2 separate regions of the Mus musculus genome follow, and region 2 is linked to region 1. Evidence: chromatin contacts called from public HiChIP or PLAC-seq data. All regions are on one chromosome and are shown on one strand. The core of a region is the stretch at or near the end of the contact, and the rest is flanking DNA. Distances in the headings are between cores, read along the strand shown.

Region 1 (5,553 bases), core at 1,128-3,627:
TTCTGGGTATATGCCCAGGAGAGGTATTGCTGGATCTTCTGGTAGTACTATGTCCAATTTTCTGAGGAACCACCAGACTGATTTCCAGGGTGGTTGTACCAGCTTGCAATCCCACCAACAATGGAGAGTGTTCCTCTTTCTCCACATCCTCTCCAGCATCTGCTCTCACCTAAATTTTTGATCTTAGCCATTCTGACTGGTGTGAGGTAGAATCTCAGGGTTGTTTTGATTTGCATTTCCCTGATGATTAAGGTTGTTGAACATTTTTTTCAGGTGCTTCTCAGCCATTTGGTATTCCTCAGTTGAGAATTCTTTGTTTAGCTCTGTACCCCATTTTTAAATAGGGTTATTTGATTTTCTGGAGTCCATCTTGAGTTCTTTATATATATAGAATATTAGTCCCCTATCTGATTTAGGATTGGTAAAGATCCTTTCCCAATTTGTTGGTGGCCTTTTTGTCTTAATTGACAGTGTCTTTTTTCTTACAGAAGCTTTGTAATTTTATGAGGTCCCATTTGTCAATTCTTGATCTTATAGCACAAGCCATTGCTCTTCTATTCAGAAAATTTTCCCCTGTGCCCATATCTTTGAGGCTTTTTACCACTTTCTCCTCTATAAGTTTCAGTGTCTCTTGTTTTTTGTGGAGTTCCTTGATCCACCTAGACTTGAGCTTTGTACAAGGAGATAAGAATGGATCAATTCGCATTCTTCTACATGATAACCGCTAGTTGTGCCAGCACCATTTGTTGAAAATGCTGTCTTTTTTCCACTAGATGGTTTTAGCTCCCTTGTCAAAGATCAAGTGACCAGAGGTGTGTGGGTTCATTTCTGGGTCTTCAATTCTATTCCATTGAGCTACCTGTCTGTCGCTGTACCAGTACCACACAGTTTTTATCACAATTGCTCTGTAGTACAGCTTGAGGTCAGGCATGGTGATTCCACCAGAGGTTCTAAACCAGGATGTTCTTGAACTCTTGCTCTCCCTGCCGATCCCTCCCAAGGGCTATGATTATAGCTGCAGCACCACACTCAGTTATACACTCCCTGCTGGGAGTCAGATCCAAGGCCTCGAGCTTGCAAGGACTTTTGTTACTTTTCTGGTGTGGTGATTAAAATACCCCGACAAAAGTTGACTTAAGGAAGAAAAAGAGTTTATCTGGTCCACAGTTCCAAAAAGATAAGAGTCCATCGCAGCAGGGGGTTGGGATAGGCAGAGCAGCAAACAGCAGCTTTGGCAGCAGGAGCAGGAAGCTAAAAGATGGCACCTTCAACCACGTGCACAAACAGGAAGTGAGCGATGCTTTGCGCTCTTAAAACCGAGCCTGCAGCGAGAGAGTTCCTCCAGCAAAACTGCTCTGCCCCCAAATAATTACACCCACTGGAAACCAAATATTCAAATGCCAATGCCTATGGGGTATACTTCTCTTTCAAACCACAACACTAGGCAAGCACTCTTAGCAACTGAACTAAATCCCCACCCCACGAGAGCCGTTTGAATGATGGGATTATTCGTCTCTGGAAAAAAAAAAAAAAAAAAAACCTCAAAGATATGACTCTTCCTCAGCCTTCCTTTCTTAGCTATTTATCTTCCCTTCTTTCCTGAGTATACACTATATGCGAAAGGATAGTGCTGAATGTTTGAGAAATGCGCAGAGAACGCCCCATTCTTTATTCGGTGTTTTCAGCCTTAACAGAGCAGACAATCCAGATATTAAGTGTATAGAGGCTGTTGCAAACAGAATGAGTCAGACTTGCTGTGGCTAATGGAGGCAGGTTTTAGAGTGAACTTAGAAGACTGGGTTATCCAAGCAGGCTTTACAAAACAATTCTGAAAATGAGTTTATAATTCAATTTGATGCCATTTTCAAAAGTCTTGGAAGCCCCTGGGAAACATTTTACATTTAAGTCGAAAGGCCAAAGGCTATCAGTGTAAGTGGGGGCTCGTCCTGGTGGGATCAGGTGCAATCTAGGGGAACACATGGTTTTAAGCATTTAAACAAGATGGAAGCTGCACTCACTAGTGTACTTATTAGTGGTCCAAATGAGACAGAGTATTTCTGAACACACACACACACACACACACACACACACGTGTTCGAGTCACCAGACTAGAAGAGGCTCTCTGGGCGCGGGCTCCCCTAGTTCTCTGGGCATCAGCTTTTGTGAGCCTGAGTTCACTGACGGCTCGCACTGGGCTTTGCTGCTATTTTCCACAGAGCTACGTTCTCCAACTCCGCATCTGGCAGTCACAGTGAAACGTGTTTTGCAGCAGGTTTTGCTAACAGATGTTCTCTGCCGACTCAAAGCCCCCGGGTGTGTGTTGTTCTATATGCACGGCCATTCTCGCATTTCGTGTCCGCTGAGCGCTGCCTCTCACACAGATGTTCACAATTACAGTTAGCATTCTTGTATGGACTTCCTCGGTTTGTTTTATGGGACTGGCCCTTATTGAAAGCTTTGCTTGTATGATATGAAAAAAACCACAAAAGGATTTTGACACATCGGAGGTGGTTCGACTTCCAGTTTCCAACAATGACTGCTTCTTTTTCCTCCTGGGTAAAAAGCTTGCAGCCTTGAAAGCAAGGCCTCACTTAAGAACTTTGGCACGGGCTCATTTTTCCCTGGTTAAGATCTGGATGCCCAGGAGACCAGAGAGTCAGAGGTTAAATGGGAAGGGCTGGGAAGCAAGATAAGAACAGCTGGAGTTCATTAGTTAAAATCCAGGGTCATTAGCTAAAAAGGCAACCAAAAGCCATGCTCAGGGAAACTCAGAGTAAGACAGCCTTGAAGCAGGAATTCTTTCCCTGAGAAATCTGCTTGCTCTGAGGGTGTGGCAGCCCAGAGTTTAGAGAGTGGGATTCTGCTATGTGGACAGTCTCTCCAGGTAGAATGCATGTTTGTTTTCACATGATCTTCATCTATCATATCATGAAATTAACAAAAGTCTGAGCAACAACACTACGGGAAACTCTTACGGAGCGAGCATTCATGCACCCTTGAACACCTCTAGAGGAATAATATCGTATGGCCAAACTTTCAAACAATTATCTGATTCAAGCCAACACTCAGAACTTTGTGTGCATTCACACTGCAATGTGTGCTGGGTGTCTGAGATGGCCAGGCACTTTAAATATGACTACTAGATATGCAACAGCACACAGATCCCTGTTTCTCCCTGATACTGAGGGTCAAAGCCAAGGCCAAACACAGGCTATTTGCTGGCCCTCTTTTTCATTTTTTATTTTGAGACAGGGTCCCACTGAGTTGTCCAGGCTGGCCTTGAACTCACTTGTAGCCCAGGCTGTCTTTGATCTCGCCACCTTCCTGCCTTGGTCTCCTGAGGTAGGTGGAATTACAGGCCCAGGCTATTAGTATCCTGTCCTTTTGCTAATTAAAAGATGTAAGAGCTGGATATGATGATACAAACTTGTCATCTCAGCACTCAGGAGGCAGAGGCAGGAGGATCACTCCAAGTTCAAGGCCAGCATAGTCTGCATAGCCACTTCTAGGCAAACCAGGGCTACATGGTGAGTCCCTGCATCAAACAAGGCAAAATGGAAAAAAAAAGATAAAAAGATCAGAGATTTTTGTAACAATTTAAGAGAGTCCTTTATTATTGACTTAGAATCACATTTCAAATGTTTATTTTTATAATTGGGAGAAAATATTTTGAGTAAATTGATTTTTTTATGGATTTTATATGAATGTACCTTAGTTTCATTGAATTCTATATTGACATTCTAGGAATGGACCTTAAATACCTTTCTTAAAAAACAGCCAGCTTTTGGTTTGAACCTAGGACCTTCATCTTGTTTACTCTGTTTCCTTAAGAGAGCCAGGCTTATGACAGGCCTCCCCCCACCACAGTCTCTGTTAACCCTTTATACCAACCCCTGGAAGTACAAAGTGGTGGTGTTGTAGAAATGAAGGGGCCCGAGCCTCAGAGAGGCTGAGTGACTTGTCTGAGGTCACAAATCTAGTCAGCGTGTTTGGGTATGACTCAAGTCTGTTATATTTAAATTCTCCTTGCTCTGCAACATAAAACTGCAAAGGCTTGCGATGTTGAAGCATCTCCTTCAGCAAGAGTAAAAGTGGGAACTAGAAAGCGGCTCTCTGGTGCTCTCTGTGTAAAAATGGGGGCAAACTCAGAAGTAACTCTCCAGGAAAGAGTGTGATCGTGTGTGTGTGTGTGTGTGTGTGTGTGTGTGTGTGTGTGTGTGCGCGCGCACACCGTGCTCAATAGCTCAAACTCTCATCCTACAGAACCCTTAATGGCGGCATTTAAATGAGAAACAGTTGCCTCCGGAAGTCCTTTTGAGATCACTCACTGTAAAGTAATTACTCCTAATCCATTTGTGAGAAAATTCACTAAAAAGAGGTTCAGGAACCTTGCTGGGGTCATCCAATAAGATCAACAAAGAGTCTGATTAATATCTCAAGTCAGCTATTAGCACAGATGGAAGAGGGCAGGCCCGGCTGACAGGAGTCTGATTACATCAAGGATATAACATATTCAGCTCGTACTTACAGTCCTGTGAGAAATAACCCCAGGGTAAGGGCATATGAGAGGGATTTTTTTAATTTAAAATTATGATCATTATTGTTATTATTATTAATGTATGTGTGTGTGTGTCTGTGTGTGCACACATATGCACATAGACATAAGCTGTGCCACCTTGCCTATGTGGAGGTCAAAAGACAACCATGTACAGTCAATTCTCTTTGCCAGTCTTTATGTGGAGTCCAGGGCTAGAACTCACCAGACTCGTGTGGCAAGCATCCTTGTCCACCGAGCTATCTCACCGGCCTTTAAAGAGTTATATTAGCACATATCGATTGTACATAATATGGGTTTTATGGTGGCAGTTTCGTTCTAATATCTATTTCGGTCATAGAAATTCACCCCATCAGTATTTCTCTACTACCTCCATTTTCGTGTCATTTTGAGGGGAGTGAACAAATGAGTTAATTAAGGTCACTTACAGGAATATGAACAAATTAGCAGTGACTATAGCAGGGAACAGATACCTTTGTCCCTTAGCAACTGTTAATTACTTGTAGCTCCTCAGGGAGGTATGGGGACTTGTGAGCGCCTCTCCTCCACAATGGGATGTTGGTAGGCCCAGTGTCTTGCAGGCTGTCATAGTGACTGAGAGTTTCATGGCAATGGCTGTGTCATCCCCTGAAGATACCGTTCCACAACACTTCCAGCTTTTACAGTATTTCCATTCTTTCATGTTCTCTGGGCCTTTGAGAGGCTAATGCAGATGTTTTATTTAAGGATGAACATTCAGTAGGCATTTATTCTTAGCACTTTGACCAGTTATAAGTCTCTTCAGTAACTATTGCCCAGCAAACGCACAAAAAGAGAAGTGTCCCTGATCAAAGCTGCCAGCACTATTAATCTATGGACATAAACAGAAATATTCAAAGGCAATTTAACAGGCATGTTGTCAGCATGCATGTTCACTTAGCAAAACAACAGTAGCTTTCCTCCTAGGACCTAGGACCTGAGACACAGACTTCTGATGGGGTTTATAATACCAGTTATGA
Region 2 (5,545 bases), core at 1,677-4,176, 400 kb after region 1:
TGGGGTGACCTTTGGGATTTGACTAATATAGGACCCACTTTCAGCACTGACGGCTCTACAGAGGTCCTGAGTTCTAATTCCAGCAACCACATGGTGGCTCATACCCCTCTGTAATGAAATCTGATGTCTTCTTCTGTTGTGTCTGAACACAGCTACAATGTACTCATATATACAATAAATTAAAAAAAATAAAAACCTATCAACTGAGCCATGGTGGTATATACATTCTGGGAGTAAGAGGCCGGCAGATCTGAGGACAAGCTGATCTATAGAGCAAGTTCCAGGACAACTAAGGCTACAGAGAAACCCTTAACTTGAATCAATAAATAACCCCTAAAAAACGTTAGCATACATTTTTATTACTTTTTTTAAAGACAAAATTTCTAAGAGTAGCAGCACTATTTCATATGCAAATTGCTTTAATGTGTAGCTCAATTAAAAAGACTTGTTTTGCCAGGTGTGGTGGTAGACATCTTTAATCCCAGCACTCAGGAGATAGACACAGAAGAAACTGTGAGAAGCTGTAAGGCTACAAAAAAGATTTGCTCCATTTTTCTGTCATGTTTCTTAAAAACTTCACTGAATATCCATGAATGAGAAAAACAGACACACACACATACATACACACACACCATCTAGGCGTGACAGTATAACTCTGTAATCCCAGCTACTCTGCAAGGCTGAGAGAAGTCCAGGTTCAAGTTCAAAGGCAAGCTGTGCTACAGTCCAACCTAGGCAACTTAGTGAAACAAAGTAAAAGAAAAAATGAGGCTGTAGCACTTGCCTGGCAAGCACATGTGGGAGGCCCTAGGTCCAACACCTAATAACCCCGGTGACCAGTGAGGTGAGTGCTACAGCAAGCAACAGTGTGACTTTGCGATCCCCTGAAACCCTGTGTGTGCCCTTGGGTCCTCCTTTCTTTCTCCATATCCTTATATAATGTGAGTTCAAACTAGAGCAAAACTAATCCTAAAACTTAGAACTCTTTCTGTGTGTTGCCCTCTCTTCAGGCTAACATGCTTTCTAGCTCTTCCAAAATAGAAGGCTGATGAAACTTAAGCATTAACCCAAAAAAAAAAGAAAAAAAAAAAAAAAAAAAAGAAAGAAAGAAAAGAAAAAACAAAGGCCAGGCGTGGTGGCAACGCCTTTAATCCCAGCACTTGGGAGGTAGTGGGGGATTTCTGAGTTCAAGGCCAGCCTGGTCTACAGAGTTCCAGGACTTAAGCATTTACAGCTGATCTTTCTGAGCTGGTAACTAAGTAAACAACTGTCATAAACAAATTATTCATAAAGTCATTTCTATCCCAAAAGAGGATTAATTCAGATTATTAATAAGTAAATCCATGCCACAATTAGTCTACAGTGTAGATAGGCTATAAAAATAGAACCACCCTGGCCAGTCTGTGGTGGCACAAGCCTTTTATCCCAGCACTCAGGAGACAGAAACAGGCCGATCTCTATAAATTGGAGGCCAGCCTGGTCTACAGAGTGTTCCTAGAAAGCCAAGGCTACACAGAAAATCCGTGTCTCAAACAACAACAACAAATTTTTTTTTTAAAAAAGTCCAACTACATTGTGAAGTTGAATGAAAAAGTTTACTGAATAATTATCACAAAAGAAGAAAAAGTTAAAAAAAAAATACTCTGAAAATTAAGTCATCTGAGCAAACCAAAGCAAAGTCAGACCAAAACCTTATGTATATAAAAACTAGCCACAAAGGTAGTAACTAAAATAGGATGAAGAAAAATTTAGGTGGCAAGGAGTCACTCCTATTTGAAGGCAAATACCATGCAAATCCTTGATTCCAAAACCGAGACACACTGTTTTACTACTAATTGACAGCTTTCTGCAAATATTCTGCAATTGTACAACACGGATAACTTTTTTTTTCTCTATTTCTTCGAAAATTAGTTCAGAAACTTCTGGAAGAGAGGTTTGGGGGTGCATATAATCTAAATGCGTCATCTGATTATCAAAGAACAAAAAACGTGCTATATTTTTTTTTAAAGTGCCAAGCATCTGCTGGTTAAAGCCCAGACGAAATGGCTTGTTGGTGGTGGCACTCCATACACAGTTTGCTGTTTCTCGGTTATTCTGAGCGCTCTGAGAACTGGAGAGTTGATGGACCAATCCCGAGTAAGAAATGGAAAGTACAGCGAAAGAGCGGACCGTTCCGCACCCCCGGAAGGAAAAAAAAAAAAAAAAGACTGAGGTGTGCAGAGATGGACGGACCCTCCAGGCAAACACAACGGAAAAGCAGCGTCCTCTGGGCTCCCAGTCACCTCAGACACGGCTCCCCGGCCGCCCCCCACTCTCCGGGACCAAGAACCCAAAGTGGAGTCGAGCTGCTTTTCAGGGCCACCTAGCCTCCCAGTCGGGGATTTCCCTCCCGTTACATAACTGGGCCTAGGGCCTGGTTTCTGCCATCCGTCGTCCGAAGGGAAACGGTCGTTTTCCCCTCAGCTTGCTCTCGGGGACAAGGGAGCGGGCCTGGGCCCCCTGCGAGCCCGCGAGAAACCTGGGCGCCGTCGAGAGAGCCCCGGCGCCGGGTGGCGCGGGGGTAGGGGCCTCGGAGAGGGGCGCGGAGGGCGCGTGGAACCCAGAGCCCCGGGGTCCCAGGCGGCCTGGCCCGACTCCGCCAGGCGCCCCGCGTCCCTCGCGGCCCCCTCCCCACGGGCAGCCCCCTTCTCCAGCCGCCCCCTCCCCCGCGCCTCAGTCCAGGGCCCCAGCCCGCGGCCGACGGCCCTGAGCCCTAAGGCCCCGGCCCGGTACCTGGTCAGACATGGTGACGTGGATTCACCCGGGGGTCTCCGCACCACTGCGGCCTCCGGCAGGCAGAACCTCACTCTGAGGTTTACAAATCCGTCCCTTCTCTACAGCACAACACCGCGGCTGCAGGGACTTCCTCTACGTCTTGCGTCACTTCCGCTGCGCGCAGAGGCGAGTTAGCGAAGACGGGAAAAGGAAGCGGGAAAACGCCGTAAGGAAGGCCGGGGGCTAAAATCCTCCAGGTTGTAAACTACTTGCCTGGAGCAAGAGAACTGCTAGGACTTCGGAGGGAGGGAGAATCAGGCCCGCTGCCGCAGCCCTCAGGGAGACCAGCGCTTTGCCTGCAGGCCGAATGTCTGGGGTCAAACTGACTGCTTAGGCTCCTCCCGGTGGGACGACTTGCGCGCTTCTGAGGCCCGGACCAACCCTCACTGAATATAGTGAATTACCCGTATAGTATTTTTATAGGCCCCTCATGCTTGCTGTTGCCACATTCGTGACTCCGGGTGATAGAGGCAGAGGCTACCGGATCTCTGTGAGTTCGTGGCCATCTTCATCTACAAAGTGAGTTCCAGGACAGGACATAGAACCCTGTTGGGGGCGGGGGAGATGAGGGGGCACAAAAAGACGACCCTTCAGGACACATCTTTTGTTCTTGTGTTTTGAGGCAGGGTCTCACTAATAGCCTTGGCTATTATAGAACATTGCAATGTCAACCAGACTGGCCTCCAACTCGTAGAGATCCTCTTGCCTCTGCCTCCCAAGTGCCACCACACCCCCAGCTAGAACAAAGTCTTGGTGGCTACAGACAACTAAAATGCTACTGAAAGTTTTGAAGTTGTAGGCAGGAGCGCCTTCCAACGCATAAACTAGTTGCCTTGTGTCATAGAAAGACCTAAACTGCTTCCTTTGAATACAGTGACCTTGCACAAGCATTCAAGGAGGATTAAGGTTATAATAAGTAAAGGGGGAAAAATGAAAACTTAAATCAAAAACCCTTCACAGAACAAGACATTAGTAAAATAATCTTTTCTGTAAATAGTAATGAGCCAACTATAAATGACCCAGTAGTCAAAGAGCACTGGCTACTCTTCCAGAGGACTCAAGTCTGAGTCCCAGCACCCATGCATGCATTCAAAACTGCCTGTAACTCTAGTCCCAAGAATCAGATACTTTTTTCAGCACCAAGCCAAAGCCTGAATGCGGTTCATAAACACATTCAGACAAAAACACCCATACAAAATTAAAAATTAGTAGGTACAATATAATTACTAATGAAAATACTGAACATTCACATGCGAAAGGAGAAAGAATTTAAATCCCTATTTCACTGCATATACAAAATTAAAATGTTTCAACGGTGTTTATGTAAGACTGTTTTAGGGTTTTTTTTTTAAGATTTATTTATTTATTTTATGTATATGAGTACACTGTAGATGTTGCAGATGGTTGCAAGCCTTCATGTGGTTGTTGGGAATTGAATTTAGGATCTCTGCTTGCTCCAGTCAGCTCCGCTCACTCCAGTCAACCCTGCTCTCTCAGTCCCTGCTCACTCTGACTCAAAGACTTATTTATTATTATTTGTAAGTACACTGTAGCTGTCTTCAAATGCTCCAGAATAGGGTATTAGATCTCATTACAGATGGTTGTGAGCTGCCATGTGGTTGCTGGGATTTGAACTCAGGACCTTCGGAAGAGCAGTCAGTGCTCTTACCCACTGAGCCATCTCACCAGCCCTGTTTTAGGTTTTTTTATTGCTGGAAAGAAACACGATGTGCCTTTGCACATTGAGGAGGAAAGAGATTATTTGGCTTACAGGACAGGAACTCAAGCATGTGGGAACCTGGAGGCAGGAGCTGGTGCAGAGGCCATGGAGGGTGCTGCTTACTGGTTTACTCCTCAGCCAGCTTTCTTTTGGAACCCAGGACTACCAGCCTTGTATGGTATCACTCACAATGGGCTGAGCCTCACCCATTGATCACTAATTGAGAAAAAAAGCTGGATCTCATCAAGATATTTCCTCAATTATGACTCCTTCCTCTCTGATGACTCGAGATTGTGTCGAATTGACACACAAAACCAGCCAGCACAATGTATGTAAGTATGATTAGAATATATATGTAATATTCATATATACACATGTATCACACATAATTATAATATATACATATGATATGTACATATGTAATATATACATACACACACACATATTTAATGTTTTTCAAGACAGGGTTTCTCTATATAATAGCCCTGATTGTCCTGGAACTCACTTTGTAGACTAGGCTGGCCTTGAACTCACAGAGATCCACCTGCCTCTGCTTTTTAAGTGCTGGAATTAAAGGGGTGCAACACTATACCTGGCCAGAAAATAATATATTTCAAAAGAAAGATTATTCTTTGAGTATGATCCACAGAGTCATCTAAGGTGTAATGTCAGGGAAGCAATTGGTTATGGTGCTGAGTACTAAGAGAAAATAGGCTTGATATTAGAGATCTGGGCTCTTTCATTCTGGCCTGTGGCACTGGCAAGATGGCCAAGTGGGATAGTGGCCTTTGTACTGCCAAAGCTCCACAGTCATGGACAGGACCTGAGTGGCTAGCTAAACAATACCAAAAGCCTGTCTGGGCACAGCCCTGAAGGGTGCCCCTTTGGAGGCGCTTCTCATGTGAAGAGGATTCTACTGGACAAAGTAGAAGTTGAAGCCAAAGAGCCTAATTCAGCCATGAGGAAGTATGTCAGGGTCCAGCTGATCAGGAACAGCAAGATGGTCTCAGC

The links. HiChIP or PLAC-seq counts read pairs in DNA pulled down with a chosen protein or histone mark.
Region 2: an H3K4me3 HiChIP or PLAC-seq map of bone marrow-derived macrophages shows a contact between it and region 1, with 5 times the contacts expected there. The contact joins the promoter of Sumo1 here to the enhancer-like site in region 1. A contact is called at or near these places in 6 of 39 promoter capture datasets (the 3T3-L1 cell line, 3T3-L1-derived adipocytes, embryonic stem cells and 2 more), 9 of 115 datasets of contacts at active chromatin or transcription factors (bone marrow-derived macrophages, embryonic stem cells, extraembryonic endoderm stem cells and 2 more) and 3 of 9 other capture datasets (adipose tissue, macrophages and pancreatic islet).

The regions. Positions count from the first base shown.
Region 1 is chr1:59,267,909-59,273,461 of GRCm38.p6, forward strand. The region is part of intron 4 of Cdk15 (cyclin-dependent kinase 15); the gene reads left to right. Among named protein-coding and RNA genes, the nearest start is that of Cdk15, 14 kb to the left of the region's middle. Within about 2 kb of position 2,378, at least 62 of the 459 cell types and tissues checked have an H3K27ac peak or open chromatin away from gene starts, as enhancers often do. A contact at or near this core is called in bone marrow-derived macrophages and extraembryonic endoderm stem cells, where this site is marked.
Region 2 is chr1:59,667,908-59,673,452 of GRCm38.p6, forward strand. It overlaps Sumo1 (small ubiquitin-like modifier 1), which reads right to left and starts at 2,927. Exons shown (of 5, transcript NM_009460.2): 1 at 2,773-2,927. The coding sequence starts at 2,784.